Regions from separate parts of the Mus musculus genome. Here all the other regions are linked to region 1. The links are chromatin contacts, called in public ChIA-PET maps. All regions are on one chromosome and are shown on one strand. The core of a region is the stretch at or near the end of the contact, and the rest is flanking DNA. Distances in the headings are between cores, read along the strand shown. Region 1 overlaps Ubr3 (ubiquitin protein ligase E3 component n-recognin 3). Region 2 holds the start of Phospho2 (phosphatase, orphan 2). Region 3 holds the start of Ssb (Sjogren syndrome antigen B).

Evidence for each region. ChIA-PET counts read pairs in DNA pulled down with a chosen protein or histone mark.
Region 2: an RNA polymerase II ChIA-PET map of memory CD8 T cells shows a contact between it and region 1, with 38 read pairs. The contact joins the promoter of Phospho2 here to the enhancer-like site in region 1. A contact is called at or near these places in 3 of 39 promoter capture datasets (the 3T3-L1 cell line and the C10 cell line), 3 of 115 datasets of contacts at active chromatin or transcription factors (CD8 T cells, effector CD8 T cells and memory CD8 T cells) and 3 of 9 other capture datasets (adipose tissue, liver and pancreatic islet).
Region 3: an RNA polymerase II ChIA-PET map of effector CD8 T cells shows a contact between it and region 1, with 46 read pairs. The contact joins the promoter of Ssb here to the enhancer-like site in region 1. A contact is called at or near these places in 2 of 39 promoter capture datasets (the C10 cell line and hippocampal neurons), 1 of 484 Hi-C or Micro-C datasets (gonadal supporting cells), 4 of 115 datasets of contacts at active chromatin or transcription factors (CD8 T cells, the SCID.adh cell line, effector CD8 T cells and 1 more) and 3 of 9 other capture datasets (adipose tissue, liver and pancreatic islet).

What each region holds. Positions count from the first base shown.
Region 1 is chr2:69,992,815-69,997,607 of GRCm38.p6, forward strand. Ubr3 (ubiquitin protein ligase E3 component n-recognin 3) reads left to right here. Exons shown (of 39, transcript NM_177783.6): 29 at 862-998. Among named protein-coding and RNA genes, the nearest start is that of Myo3b, 44 kb to the right of the region's middle. Within about 2 kb of position 2,152, at least 40 of the 459 cell types and tissues checked have an H3K27ac peak or open chromatin away from gene starts, as enhancers often do. A contact at or near this core is called in CD8 T cells, effector CD8 T cells and memory CD8 T cells, where this site is marked.
Region 2 is chr2:69,786,885-69,791,677 of GRCm38.p6, forward strand. Phospho2 (phosphatase, orphan 2) reads left to right here and starts at 2,853. Exons shown (of 4, transcript NM_028521.2): 1 at 2,853-3,072; 2 at 3,402-3,437. Ccdc173 (coiled-coil domain containing 173) reads right to left here and starts at 2,602. Exons shown (of 9, transcript NM_001077684.1): 1 at 2,531-2,602; 2 at 276-502. The coding sequence starts at 2,579.
Region 3 is chr2:69,859,387-69,864,179 of GRCm38.p6, forward strand. Ssb (Sjogren syndrome antigen B) reads left to right here and starts at 2,176. Exons shown (of 12, transcript NM_001110145.1): 1 at 2,176-2,326; 2 at 3,838-3,929. The coding sequence starts at 3,864.

The DNA.
Region 1 (4,793 bases), core at 902-3,401:
CCACATGTGCCATAGCATCCATGACCCCACCCACATATGTGTGTGCATGTGTACACATACCACATACATGTAATAAAAACTAAGAACGTTTATACACAGCTTTATTTACTCTGTGTGATCATTCACTACAAACTGGTCTTCTAGAATGTGAATTGGCTTAAATGATTCTGCTTTTTAATTCCCACCAACAGAATTTGTGTGGCTTAAGTTCTTAAAATGTTTTAGCTCTGTTGTAGATTTTTGTTATGGTTTCTAAAGGATGTGACTTTACTGCCATTCTACTTTTTTGTAGTGTTGGGAATTGAACTTGAGGCTTCTCACATAGTAGGCAGCTACTCTGCCATTAAACTAAGCTTTTGAAATAAAAGTTTGGACGTTAAACCATACAGATTTATGTCTTGGCATTTACTTTCTCAAATGAAGACTAACTTTAGAATCTGAGGGGTATTTGGTATGTAAATTTTATTCAAAATTTGCCAGAAAGTAAGGGAAATTGGTATTATATTTCTTTGAAAACTGAACTTAAATAAAGTCAACTTTTTGGGAAACATGGAACTGATTCTAAAATGTTATTTAGTATTATGTACTCATTAGATTAGAGTTTGTATTGCTAACTCAATAATTCATAATTGGGTTTTATCATAAATGGATATTACCAGTTGCCATCCAGAACTTGAGTAAGATAGATTCAGTCTTGATTAATTTTTCTTTATACACTAAATTGTGCAAAGTTGTTTATGTTACATCTACTTTGATTTAATGTTAATTTTCTAGTGTGTTTATATAATAAATATTTCAGTTTTAAGCTACTACTAAAGAAAAGTAATGTGAGTTTTATATGTATGTTCACTTTTTTTATAGTCAGAAACCAACTTAAGTAAAGAAATGGAATCTGTAATGAAAGATATAAAAAATACCACTCAGAAGAAATACAGAGACTATAGCAAGACCCCAGGCTCACCAGACAACGAGTTTCTCTTTATGTACTCTGTTGCTAGGTAGGTATGTGTAATATATATTAGTATTTCCTTAGTATTAGTTTTTTTTATTGTTTAGTGAATCTTTGTTTTATGTTACCATCTGTTTTTGTGTAAAGAAAGGATATGTATCTTTAATATTTGTTAAAAGTATATCTAGTTTTACAGCCTCCCAGGAAGTTACTTCCTGAAGTTATTTTTAAATTACTTGCTGAACAATTCGGCTGTTGTTGAACATCATGGAACATAAGGGGGAAAGTATATTATTAACACTTGGGGCTGATAAGTCCCTTAAAATATGGCATTTTACGTATGATGAAGTCTTGGCAAGTGCTTATGCTGAGAACTAAAACATAGTGTTACATGCCTTCATTACAAAAATGAAGGCTGCAAGAGAGGAACTTATTTCTTTGAACCAAGTGAGAGCTCTCCTAGTATGTTAAGAAATGCCAGCGAAGGAAGAGAAAGCAAGAAGCCAGGTGCTCTGACCTCTGCTCTGGCTGGCAGGGAAGCCAGATGCTCTGGCCTCTCTGCTCTGGCTGGCAGGGAAGCCAGGTGCTCTGGCCTCTCTGCTCTGGCTGGCAGGGAAGCCAGGTGCTCTGGCCTCTCTGCTCTGGCTGGCAGGGAAGCCAGGTGCTCTGGCCTCTCTGCTCTGGCTGGCAGGGAAGCCAGGTGCTCTGACCTCTCTGCTCTGGCTGGCAGGGAAGCCAGGTGCTCTGGCCTCTGCTCTGGCTGGCAGGGAAGCCAGGTGCTCTGACCTCTCTGCTCTGGCTGGCAGGCTCAGGGAAGCAGCACCTGTTCTCCTCTTTTGAGTTAGGGAGCATTAGCTTAATTTCTGAGTAGCTGGATCATCATCAATGCACACATCTAGGCAGAACTTTTGGAGAATATGTGAAAATGGAGAGCCGTAAAAGAAGGAAACAAGGAAGATAAGATGTAGGTATATACAACTAGACACAAACAAACACATCCTGCTAAAGCCGAAACTCTAGAGCCTCTTATATCCTTGCAAACATACTTCTTATTTTGTTTATATAATATTGTGGTTGGTAAGATCTAGAGAGATGATGGGACTTGAAGTCATCCAGCAACTTACTAGCAGAACTACAGGCTGGACTTGAGAGATCGTTTGAGTCAAGATTCAGTGGTTTTGGTTTTTCAGTTAGTCATCTTTCTTCCTGTCTTGTGTTCACCTCTTTTAGGTTGTGTTCTGTTTTTAATCTCTTTGCCCCACTCCCATAGCAGTGTAATAAAACAGTAAGTGAAAGAGTTTATGTAACCTTTAAAACCCAGGAAATGAATCCAGACTTAGAAGAATTTCAGCAAGCAAGTTAGCGCTCAAGATAAGGAAGCTACCTCACTCTTCAGACTGTAAACATAAATGCTGGACCCAGATTGGTCTAGAAGTGTCTGTGCATTAGAGAACGACGGCCTACTCTGTGGTCCTAGGCTGTTGTTATCCAGAATGCTTTGTTTGTTTGATTTTTAGATGGTGAGGTATATAATTATTATTTTGTTTCTGGGGAGTTACTGATTACTACATACTTATAACTATGCTTATAAAACGAAATTTAATTTAACTTTACTAAGGATCTAGGATCATGCATAGTTTCTGTACAATATGTAATTATTATATAGAAATATTGAATGCAGATAAGCTGTTGTATTTACACACATACTCCTCTCTGTCTCTCTCTGTCTCTGTCTCTCTCTCTCACACACACACACACACATCTCACTTGTATATCATGCCTTCAGTTTCACTAGAGTTGGCATTACTAGGAGGTCCTGAGATCCTGATTGGATGGGAATGATCAATACATGGAATTTTCCTGTAATATGATAAATTAAACAATTTCATTAAGGTAAATTTAGCTGCAATTTAGGTCCTTGTGTTTTGCCTTAAACTATAAGTAACTTATGAAAGAAGGCTATGGTAACAGTAAGATGGACTCAGTGTTCTTCTCTTTTATAGAGAAGCAAGGACAGGGATCAGATGGTAAAGGTGTGGGCAGAGGAACAGGAAGTCACGCTGCCTTCCCCATCCCTCTCTGAACCCTAGTAATAAACTCAGACCGTGAGACAGTGACTATCTGCTTAGAATAATCAAGCATGTGCAGAGTTTCAGTGAGCTTGCAGGCCTCCTGAAGTCTCACTTAGCTGTTGCGAAGAAAACAAATGAAGGCCAAAGTGACTCAAAATTAAAATCTGAATGAAGGAAAAAGGGTTTTATCATACTGAGCAGAACATAATGGCAAGGCTTTTATTTTCCTCTAACATGCAGCTTGTTTCAGTATTTTATTTAAATATTTAAGTCCTATGAAATATGTCAGTAACTACCTTTCAGAGAAAATATTTCTGAAACTATTAACTATTTATGAAAGAAGTTGCAGTCAAAAGTTATTCAAGTAAGTATTTATGAAATAAGTTGTAATTCAAGCTTACTTTAAATTACTTCATTTTTAATTCTTTGTGATTCCCAGAACTTGAAGATATATTTATATTTGGCATTTTATTATGACATAGCTCTAGTTTTGAGTTCAATTACTCCTTGCTGTGTAAGTAATTTTGTTTGTTCATTAGGGAGCATAAGACTTGATATTTGGGAAGAGAGTATTTCTTTTGATGGCTGGAGAACTCAGTATTTTGATGGAAAGGGTGCATGTCTTTGTTTTTAATTTGATTTATATGAGGACCCTTTTGGAAAAAAGTTGTTTTTTTTTTTTTTTTGAAAGCAACAGAAGGGAAATTTTTGGAATGTATTTTTGAAAATTAATTCTCAAATTAACCATACCAACTTTATATGTTTCAAGCTATTCTGAAATTTTTGTTCTGTTGCAAATATTAGTCATAAAAATGGACTATGAAGAGATTACACTGGGTAAGGCTTCCTTTAATATTAACTCATTACTGCATTACTGAAACTAAGACAAACATGACTTTCAGTAATTGATTTTCCCACCAAGGACTTTTGTATCTAAGTCAGGAACAGAGGTGTTGGTCTGTAGCTCTAGGTGTGTAACTGTGAGAAACATGGAAATGGTAGAGAGAAGACAGGGGAGCATTGAGATGCAGGTGAACAGATCTCTCGGGCATGAATGGATTGGTATTCAGTAGAGTGAATATATATCTTCATATGCTGTATTGTAAGTGTAGATCTTTTGTTTGTTTGTTTGTTTGTTTGTTTTGTTTTTGTTTTTTTCAAGACAGGGTTTCTTTGTGTAGCCCTGGCTGTCCTGGAACTCACTTTGTAGACTAGGCTGGCCTCGAACTCAGAAATCTGCCTGCCTCTGCCTCCCGAGTGTTGGGATTAAAGGTGTGTGCCACCACGCCCGGCTGTAAGTTTAGATATTTAAAAGTAATTATGTTGAAAACAAGAGGAGTACTTTCTAAAGTCAAGTAATGCTCTTTATAAGTAGCACCCAACTCTCCTGCACATGCTGATTGCAAAGGTCTGAGCATAAGCAAGTCCTCCCTCTCAGCTTCTTGAGTAGCTGGGACTGCAGGGATAAGCCACCATACCCAGGCTCAAACTGAACCCTTTTCATTTTTTGCTTTTGATTTAAAGCTATTATTTGAGGTAATTTCCCCCTTGAAAACAAATCTGTCTGCCCTGTTTCTTTCTCTTTTGTTGTTGCATTTAAGGATTGTAAAGATCAGCAAAAGGAGATGAACTACAATAAATAAAAATGGTTAATTTTCTATGTGTGTGTATATATGTATGTATATGTCTTAGTGTGTGTGTATATGTGTGCATGTGTGCCTCCCCCCCGCCCTGTGTGTGTGTGTGTGTGTGTGTGGCCTGCAGTTGATGTG
Region 2 (4,793 bases), core at 1,603-4,102, 210 kb before region 1:
CTAAGGAGGGTGACGAGGGGCTAAGCTTTTAGGTGATGAGCACGTTTGTTGTCTTAACTGAAATGATCATTTTGGAGGCATGTACATGCCAAAATTTTAATAAAATGTTCACCTTAACTGAGTCATTTATGGTATGTTACTTAAAGATCTTAAAAAGGTGTGTCATTGTATTTATGGTACTTTGAGCATAACATTATCTATACCAGGTATAAGGCACTACTCAGAAGCAGCAGTTATTGTTCAAAGCATGTGAGTTCTGGAAGGTTGAGACTTACTGCATATGTGTTAGTCCAGTGTTTTACCAACTCTTGGGATTTCACATGCATTTTCTTCTTTGCTGCTCTTTCTGCACGAAGGACTGCTGCTTCTCTTGTCAACCTGTTGAGGCTATCCCGGATCCTCTCCCACTCAGCGTGTGGGATTATGGTGATCTGCTGGAGATCCACCTTGCTAGGTAGGAGGGGTGGATAGGGAATCTCTTCTTTTTCAAAGCAATCCATTCCTAATGCATTAAGAAACATAATTTTTAAATACTTTTCAGGAAGAGTTCACCTGACTTTTTTTTCCAGAAATTTCTGGAGTATAGTAGTATCTGAAAATTGCCTCAAATGTGTAACTTAAGATTGGCTGAGGGAGATAATACGAGACTTTATGAAATCAGAGTGAAGTGATCAAATCTTTGGTGATTTCCTTCATTTGTAAACTTGGGCAAGACATTGAACTTTGTGGGATCTTGGTGGAAAAACTCCTGATCAAGAGAGTGAGGTCTACGGCCTGGGTGGAGATCAAACATGCTGGTGGGGTTGGGATTCAATCACGTTTTCTCAGGGTCCATCCTAGAACTCCTCGAGTCATGCTAATGAGATAGGCAGAATTAGCTCTTTTATAAGACCCATTTCATTAAATTTGATAAGTATATGCCTCCAAAGCCATCATTACAGTTCAGATAACGGCCACAGGACACCAACAGTCCCCACACCCATTTACTGCTTGCCATCCCTCCTTAGGCTCTACTAGGCCACCACTCATCTACTACTTTTATTATAGATTTTACTCAAAAGAATTACTTTGAGATTCATTCATGTTGTCATATACGTGATTTTATTGCTTTATGCTCTTTCCCAGAATCCCTGCCCCAATGCAGAACCTTATGGGGCACAGCCATGTAACATGTTAACATGTTAACATGTAACATGTTAAGTCTCTTCACTCTTCTGAACTGATCAGAGGAGTGTATTCTCCTTTTCTTCTCTCTCCTTAGCATGCTTTCCTTAACACTGTGAGCTTTCCCCAGCGTTTCAGACTGCACGCTTCCTCTAAAGCAGCAGTTTCTCAGTCTGTGCATCTCAGCACCTTTGGGGGTCGAATGAGGGTCGCCTAAGACCACTGGGAAACACAGATATTTAATAATAATAATTTAAGCATAATTCATACAATTATAATCATGAAGTAGCACAGAAAATAATTTTATGGTGCGGGTCGCCACAACATAAGGAACTGTATGTAATAAAGGGTCACAGCACTAGGGAGATTGAGAACCACTGTTCGAAAGCATCTCTCCTCAATACACAGCAGTTTTTCCAAGTGGAGCAATTCAGAAAGAGGCTGAGAGAAGCCAGTTTGAATCAGTCAGCTTGCAGAGGAGTTTGGGCCAGAACACCTGTGTTGAACCATCGAGGCCAGAGTTCAGAAAGAACTAGAAAGGGTGAGCTTATTCAGCAGTAAGCCTCCAAGACAACAGTTACATCTGGTGAATAAAAATTACTTTTACAATGTCCTTGTGTATGAATCAAATTTCCTAATGTTCCCACTGACCAGATTGTGTCTATCCTAGGGTGCAGGGTGGGGGTAGGGTGCTATTGCTACAGAACTCAAGCAAAACGTGAAGATAGTTCAAATTTCCAAGAATCTATTAGTTACCATGACAACAATTAAACTTGTGGAAAGACTTTGTTTTTAGAAGTCCTACTTGCTCACATCTTTGAAAAAAAATCAAATCTTAGGTCACTTTAATTGGTCACTTTAATTACCTCATTATCATTTTTTTTTTTTTTTTTACATTATCAAAGCATTTGACTAGGGGAGAATTTTAACTTTAGCGTGGAAAGAACTGAGGTTTTTCCGTGAGCTTTAGAAAAGATTACTCAGCAGGTCTGCAACATTATAAAGATTTTGATAGGTCAATAACATTTCCAAACGGCATTCCAAAATTTATTCAACGAATTACAAAGCTTAAGTGCCCCGAGTGTCTGACGAGTTACAGCTGGGGTAAGGCTCTAACTGCTGCCTTTTCTACCCCTATTCTACTCCTAGTCTATTCTTTCTACTGCTACGCTCCCCTAGTCCTCTTTCCTTTTTCCACTCATTCACCTGAAGGCCAACCTGCCTAACTTCCAAGGATGCTTGCTGGGACTGCTTTCGACTTGGTTAAAGCCCATTTCAAAAGGCAACCGAAGCCCTCACTTTGTCACCCTATGCTGGGGTTCTAGAAACAACAACCCCAGCTCCGGCACGGGCCAAGGCAGCTCACCTTGGCTTTCCTTCGCCTGCCCGGAGCGCCGTCCAAAGCGCACCTGCATCTTTAACAAAGCTGATCCCGCGAGTCCAGAGCAGGTGATACTACTTCCAAGCTGAAGTCAGCTACTGAGCGATAACTAAACCATTTGGTTGTTTAGCAACCACGCCGGAAGTGACGTCAGTCTCCAATCCAGGAACCAGGAAGGAGCCCTGTCCGCGGCTGAACCGAGGCCCGAAGCCCGGGTGTGCGCGTGCGCAGTGCAGAGCAGTGGGCGAGCCGGCGCTAGCAGTTCACCGGCTGCGTAAGGCACGAGAACCAACCGGCCGACGCTGGTGCTGATGCTGGCGGCCCGCTGCGACCCAGGCCTGGGTCAGTGAGGAGCCCTCGGTCCCGCTCGGCCGCTGCCGCTTTTCTCACTCGCTGCGCTAGTTTGGAACCGGCCGGTGTGCGAGTCGAGGCCCAGGCTGGGTGCGAGCTTCTACTCTGCGCCCCGCTGGCTGAGGTGAAGGACAGCCCTTTGACCACCGAGCCACAAGGATTAAAGGACAGAAAAGGTGTTTTTAAATGATTTGATTTATGAGGCATAGTCAGGACTATATGAGACCCTGTCAGTTGTTACGTAGGACTATTAAAACTTGAATGTTGTCCCCAGAACATTCGCGTTGATACCTTTAACATACATTAAACTGCTTGGTAAATAACTTGTAATTAGTGTACTTCGGGAACCAGTCAGTCTCTAATGACACAAAAAGTGGACTGGCACTTGATCTCAGCAGAGGCTCTCCTGACATATCGCTGTACAGCTGATTTCATTACTAAATTAAAGGAAGTGCGACTTTCAATAATGAACGTTCTAATGCATAGTTGTGCTATCTCTCCTCAGGTTTTCTATCAGAGATGTTCCACTGTAATAATGCTGGTAAGTATGGAAGGATTAATAAAAATTTCTGGAGACGGAACTTTTGTGTACTTGTGCTAAGCGAGTTGAAAGCTCCGCAGGGCTGGAAAGGTCAGGGATTGAACTGTCTTTGTAGGCCAACAGCCGCTTGCATAGTTTGTGAGGGAGCACGACGCCTAGCGAGAGATCGGTGAATTACACAGTGCTAGCTGCATCCCCAGCAAATTGTACCTTTCTCTTCCTAAGGCCCTCTTCCCACAAGATAACGCAGAGTGAGCAGGAAGTTCCTTCACGGGACAGAAACTCTGAGCTGAGGGACCTCACCACAAGGGACAACACAGGTGCCCTTTAACCTGTTCACTCTAGAGTTATCCTTGAAGCAACTGGGGCAGAGTATATAACTTAGAAGGCAGAAGCTGTGTAGACCACGTCTCTCAGTGAAAATTATCAGGAGTTTTACCAAATTAGTTACAAGTATTGAACCTCATAAAATATCTCAGTAACGTTCTCATATGGTCTTATATTTCAAATAGGGTCTCATATTTGACTTGAAACTCCCGATTGCAAGTGCCTTTTCCATACAAGTTGGTCTAGAACTAGTTTTTTTTTTTTGGGGGGGGGGTTGGGTTTTTTTTTTGTTGTTGTTGTTTTTTTTTTTTTTTTTTTTTTGTCTCGAAGCTCTTTTGCACCCTAATTGGAAACAGAATTTAAATGACTATTGAGATATTTTAAAAACAAAATCAGAAACAAACAAACAAAAACCCACAAATGACAATTAAACCACTCATTAAGATCTGGCCACTGTCCATAAACCATTTTATGCGTGCTATACTTAGTTATGTGTATGTTTGTATATGTGTTTGTGTGAGAGTAAGTGCACATGATTGAAGGTGCCCAAAGAGACTAGGGCTGTCAGACCCCCCTGGAGCTTCAGTTACAAGTAGTGATAAGCCACCAAAACTTGGATCTTCTACAAAAACAGTCAATGTTCTTAACTGCTCAGCTGCCTCTCCAGCCCCTTATTTATTTACTTCTTTGGGGTGTATGTGTGTGTGTACTCGAATGTAACAGCCATGGCATCTAGAGACATTAAGTCCCCTGGAGCTAAAATTGTCCCACCTGACTTGGGTTCTGAGAAGAGCAACATGGGCTCTTACCCAGTGAGCCATCTCTCCAGCCCTGAGAATACTGTTTTGATTTTGTTAATAAAATGTGTTACTGTGTGTGTATTGAGTGAGTGTGATGGTGTACTAGTCAGACGGCAAGCATTTGGAGTCCTCTTCCCCTGTGGGGGTGTCTTGAGGATCTCACACTGAACTTGTCAGACTCGTTCAGCAAGGGGTTCCCCATCCTCTCTGCTCACTGGCCCTCTTCACA
Region 3 (4,793 bases), core at 926-3,425, 130 kb before region 1:
TACCAAATAAAGCATCTCATAGTGATGTCCCAAACTGAATAACACCACTGCCTTAGATCAATCATTCTGTGTACAGGGGAAGGGTACAAGCCACTCTGACATTTAGAAATGTACATGGGATTTTTTCATTCATGGTGACTGACATGCAACTTTTAATTCTTCCACAATCACTCTCCAAAAAATTATGAAGTTCTCCTTGTTCAATACTGTAGAATCTTCAAATGAATACGCTGAATTCTGATCGTAGAACAATGATGTAGACATACCTGTGAAACTTACCTGGTTACAATAACAGGTAGTATGGGCATGTGTGTAAAACATATATTTTGAAGGTGATAATTCATTTCCTTGAGTTTTGCTAATGGTACCTTTTATTATATTCTCATGAGAATGGTAGAAGGAAATAAGATTTTTTATATTATTTAATATAATTTATACAACATTACATTAATATTTGCAGTATTTGGAGAAAATGGTTATGTGAAACACCTTTTGCTTCTGAGCACCGTGCTTGTGAATTTCACAAACACCAGTAAATGAAAATCAGTTTGTTTTTATCACTATATATTATTTAACTTTTTAATTATTTGGTGGTACACATATAGTCGATTCTAATTTTTCTTTTAATCACATAACTTACTATTATGAACATTTAAGTTATCTAAGTGCTTATTTATTTATTTTATGTGTGTGTCCTGGGAGTATGTATGTGCACTGTAAGCGTGCAGGACCCAACAAAGATGAGAAGAGAGTGTTAGAGTCCCTGGAAATGGATTTATAGTAGGTTGGGAGCATTTACACACATGGTATTTTTCCACTGTCTATCCATGCAGGCAAAACACCCGTACATAAACTTAAATCTTTAAAAAAGGAAAATTTAGCATTTATGTCTCACAGTAAGTAGAAACTTGAAAATTTTTTTATTGAATGTAATTAATCTAAAGTTAAAACTACCTGAGGATAATACTAGTAAATTCTTTTTTCTTTGGCCAAAATGGCATGTATAGTTAACCTATAAATGCATTTCTTCTTCTTCTTCTTCTTCTTCTTCTTCTTCTTCTTCTTCTTCTTCTTCAAATTTTAGAGTTTATCTGTTTGGGAACTTCCAAAATGCTCTGAGATTATGAAGTTATTTTGTGAAAGTAATTTTTATATTCCAGGAACACTGAAGGAAAAAGATGATGTCATAAGGAAATTGCACCTCTAAAACGTTAAAATTGTTATGTAAAAAGTGGCAGTCCTGACTTAAGTGTGAAGTCTCTCAAACTATTCTAAATGTACTTCTTTCCTAGCAAGAGACTTTTTTGTTTTGGTTTGGTTTTTGGTTTTTAGAGACAGGGTTTCTCTGTGCAGTCTTGGCTGTCCTGGAACTCACTTTGTAGACCAGGCTGGCCTCGAACTCAGAAATCCGCCTGCCTCTGCCTCCCAAGTGCTGGGAGCAAGAGACTTTTAAAAAGATTTGTTTGTAATCCCAGCACTAGGGTGGCTGGAGGCAGAAGCATAGTTTGGGATCAGCTTGGGTTACTCATTGAGTCAGACTCCAACATCAAAACAAGCAAAGATAGACAGCAGCAGCAAGAGGGGGAGCAGTAAGAGCCTGGTGATGTAGGTGAAGTCCCAGCACTTTGTACTGAAGCAGGAGTTCGAATCATTGGCCAGTTTGTGCTTCAGAGAGCTAGCCTGTCGGAAACCAAGCAACTGTATGGTTTTTTAATTTTTTTCCAAAACCACAACACCATGCAAGTCAAATACATTGCAAAAGGCCAAGCGTGCTGGCGCACCCCTTTAATAATGCCAGCACTCCCGGAAGAGGTAGGCGAGTGTCTCAGCAGAGGCAGGAGGAGTTTGAGGGTCAGCCTGGTCTACAGAGCAGCGCGAGTTCCTGGATAGCCAGGACTACGCACGGAAACGCTGTCTCAAAAAAAAAAAAAGGAAAAAAGAGACAAAGGGGGAAAAAAAGAAAAACCAAGCGCTACAGAAGAAAGAAGGGAAGGCTCGAACATACTGCCCAGAAACACATTAAAAACAAAGATCTCCACAAAAACACTTCCTGTCAGCCCCTAACATTCTGCTGAGCAATTTAACAATTTCTCGGGCGGGAGGGCGGGACTCCTCCTCCGAGGATTGTGGGAGGCTGCGGTAACGGCGCGTGCGTGGAAAGCAGAGCCGGGCCACTGCGTCCGCGGCCACGCCCACCTGTCCGCAAGGGCTGCCGGGAAAGCCCCCATCTTTAAGCGCGTTTGGCTGGCCCGCCGGCGCTCGGAAGTCCAGGCGCTTCTGTCGTTGTTCTTGAAGCTGTGGTGACCGTGGGATCCGAATCTTTGAGGTGAGCTTCTTGGAAACTGAGGAGAAGGTACGAAGGGCTGTGCTATGCGCAGGCCTCACCTTCCTCTCCGCGCCGCCGCGTGGGCCGCGCGGCCCGTGGCCGTGTGCTGGACCGCGGCCCGAGGGGGCGCGGGCCTCGGCGAGGCCACGGAGCGGGCCCCGGCCAGAGATGCGGGCGCCTGGGGCTTTCCACGTGGCAGGGATCCCGGCGGGCCGGTGTGGGAGGATGCGGCTCTCGCGGGGCCTTTAGGCAGAGGCTCGCCGCATCCTCACGGCGTCCTTTCGGTTTGTTCCTTGCACCCCTTTCCTGACTGGCCAGAGGCGGATGTTTCGGACCATTTAAGTCTTTAGGGTGGTCGGTGCGGGTTAAACGCGACAGGGTTCTGTGGGGACTGACTGGAGGCCGAAGAAGTGGGGGCCGCTATTGGGTTCCCAGCGTCGCTATCTTTTTTTTTTTTTTTTTTTCCTTCAAAGAACTGCCATTGCCATTCTGTCTTCAGTGTGAAACAGTCCCTAAATTGGGTAGGCCGCAGAAGTCTTGCAGGGGCTAACTAGGTCGTTATTGACCTGTGTCTCTGTAGTAATGAGAAGTGAGATTGTTGGTAGTGGGAGACAAACCAGCGCCTGTAACAGTAAATTCTGAAGTGGGACGTGTACTTCGTAGATTTCCCATTACAGGACCAGTGTATCGCCAGCAGTCTCCAGCATTTTGAGCAATGTCTCAAGAAATATACCAACAGTAACTCATAACTATATTCAGCTGCTGCAGATAAACTCTTCAAGAGCTGGTATACTTCCGTACAATATGGTAGGGTGGTTTAGTAAGGCGCTGAAAGCCAGTAAGACAGAAGATCCGGTTTGTGATTTCTAGCAAACCAGTATCACAGTCCCTCTTTATTCTAGGATTGTTGTCAGACCGTGAAACAGGAAAGTGGCTATAGAGTTAACCAGTGTAGTAGTGTTTTAGGCACATCCTTACCTTCCAGCGTCCCTAGTTTAAAATTTTTTGTATCTGTGCTCACAAGGTCCCATTTTTCTTGTATTCTCCTATATAGTGTCTAACACCGTAACTTTCATATCTGAACTCTATTTTCATTTTTACCAGTAATAAGTTTTGGTAAGTCAGCTGTGACTAATTTGAAAAGAAACGCAAATAATTGGCATTGAGGGCTATAGGAATATACTGCTGGCAGACTATAATACTGATATTTTTAAAGCTAGAAATGATTCAGGGGTAGTTAAGTGGACATTTTCTGCTTTTTTGTTTTTATCGCTGAACTTTGCTTTACCAACTACATGAAGAGTTTGGTTACAAAGTAGGATTTACTGGGAGGAGGGGTTGTTGATCTGAGTTTTCCATCCATAATCCAAGGTGTTGCTTTGTTGAGATGTATGAGAATTCATAGGGAAACCTGTAAGGTTAGGAATTCTTGAAATTAAAAAAAAAGTGGCATACTTTTTACTCATTCTCTTGTATTGACTATTATATAAAAATAATAACCTTCCTACCAGTGTGAGAAACTTTACAGATAGCCACAATGGCTGAAAATGGAGATAATGAAAAAATGACTGCTTTGGAGGCCAAAATCTGTCATCAAATTGAGGTATGATTCTTGTGTTGTTAAATTGTAACTTAAGATGAAAACAGAACATCTAATAGCGATATGTGGGCTTTTCAAACAACTGGCTTAGCTTTGATTCTTGGAGTTAATATGAATGTATTCATATTAGGGCAAAGTTAGAAGTCTCAAGAATTACAGACATTCCAAAGGTAACACTGTAGACTGGTGTTTATTTTTGAGACACAGAGTTCCCAAGTCTGTAAAATGGAGGTAATATTTGTAAGTTGATGTGAAAATTAATGGTGTGCCTAATATCTAACAAGCTAGCATAAATTCCATGGTAAAGTACTTCTGGTCAAATAATAGTTTATTCTATCTAGTTAGTTCTCTTCTAAAAAGTTAACATAACTTTTTAACAAATTATGCATTTCAAAAGTCCTGTTAGACTGTTCTCCACTTCTCTCTCTGCGTGCACTTAGCCCCTTCTCTCTTTCTCTCTTTCCTGCCCCACTTCCCCATGGAGACTTCCCTGGCCTTCATCCTTGGGGCCAGTGATCTTGCCCATCTAAGATCAGCTTCCCAATAAACCTGCATTTAATATAATCTTAAAAAAAAAAGAAAGAAAGAAAAATAACAAAAGTCCTGTTAGCATTTCAAATTTAGGTTTAGATGGAATGTTGTCAGTAACAGTATGGCTGTGGGGAAATTGCCCATAAATTGCTTTTATGCCATGAAATAACCATTGGTTAGTGTGTGTGCTCTTTTTTTTCCATTTCTTAGCTGTTTTGGTTTTGTTTTAACTTGTACTCCTTTGTCCTTTAAATTGTTCTGCTTTTATTTTTCTTTTCTCATATTTTCCCCCTTCTGAGTAATGGAGATCAAACTCAAGGCATGCTAGGCAGTCAC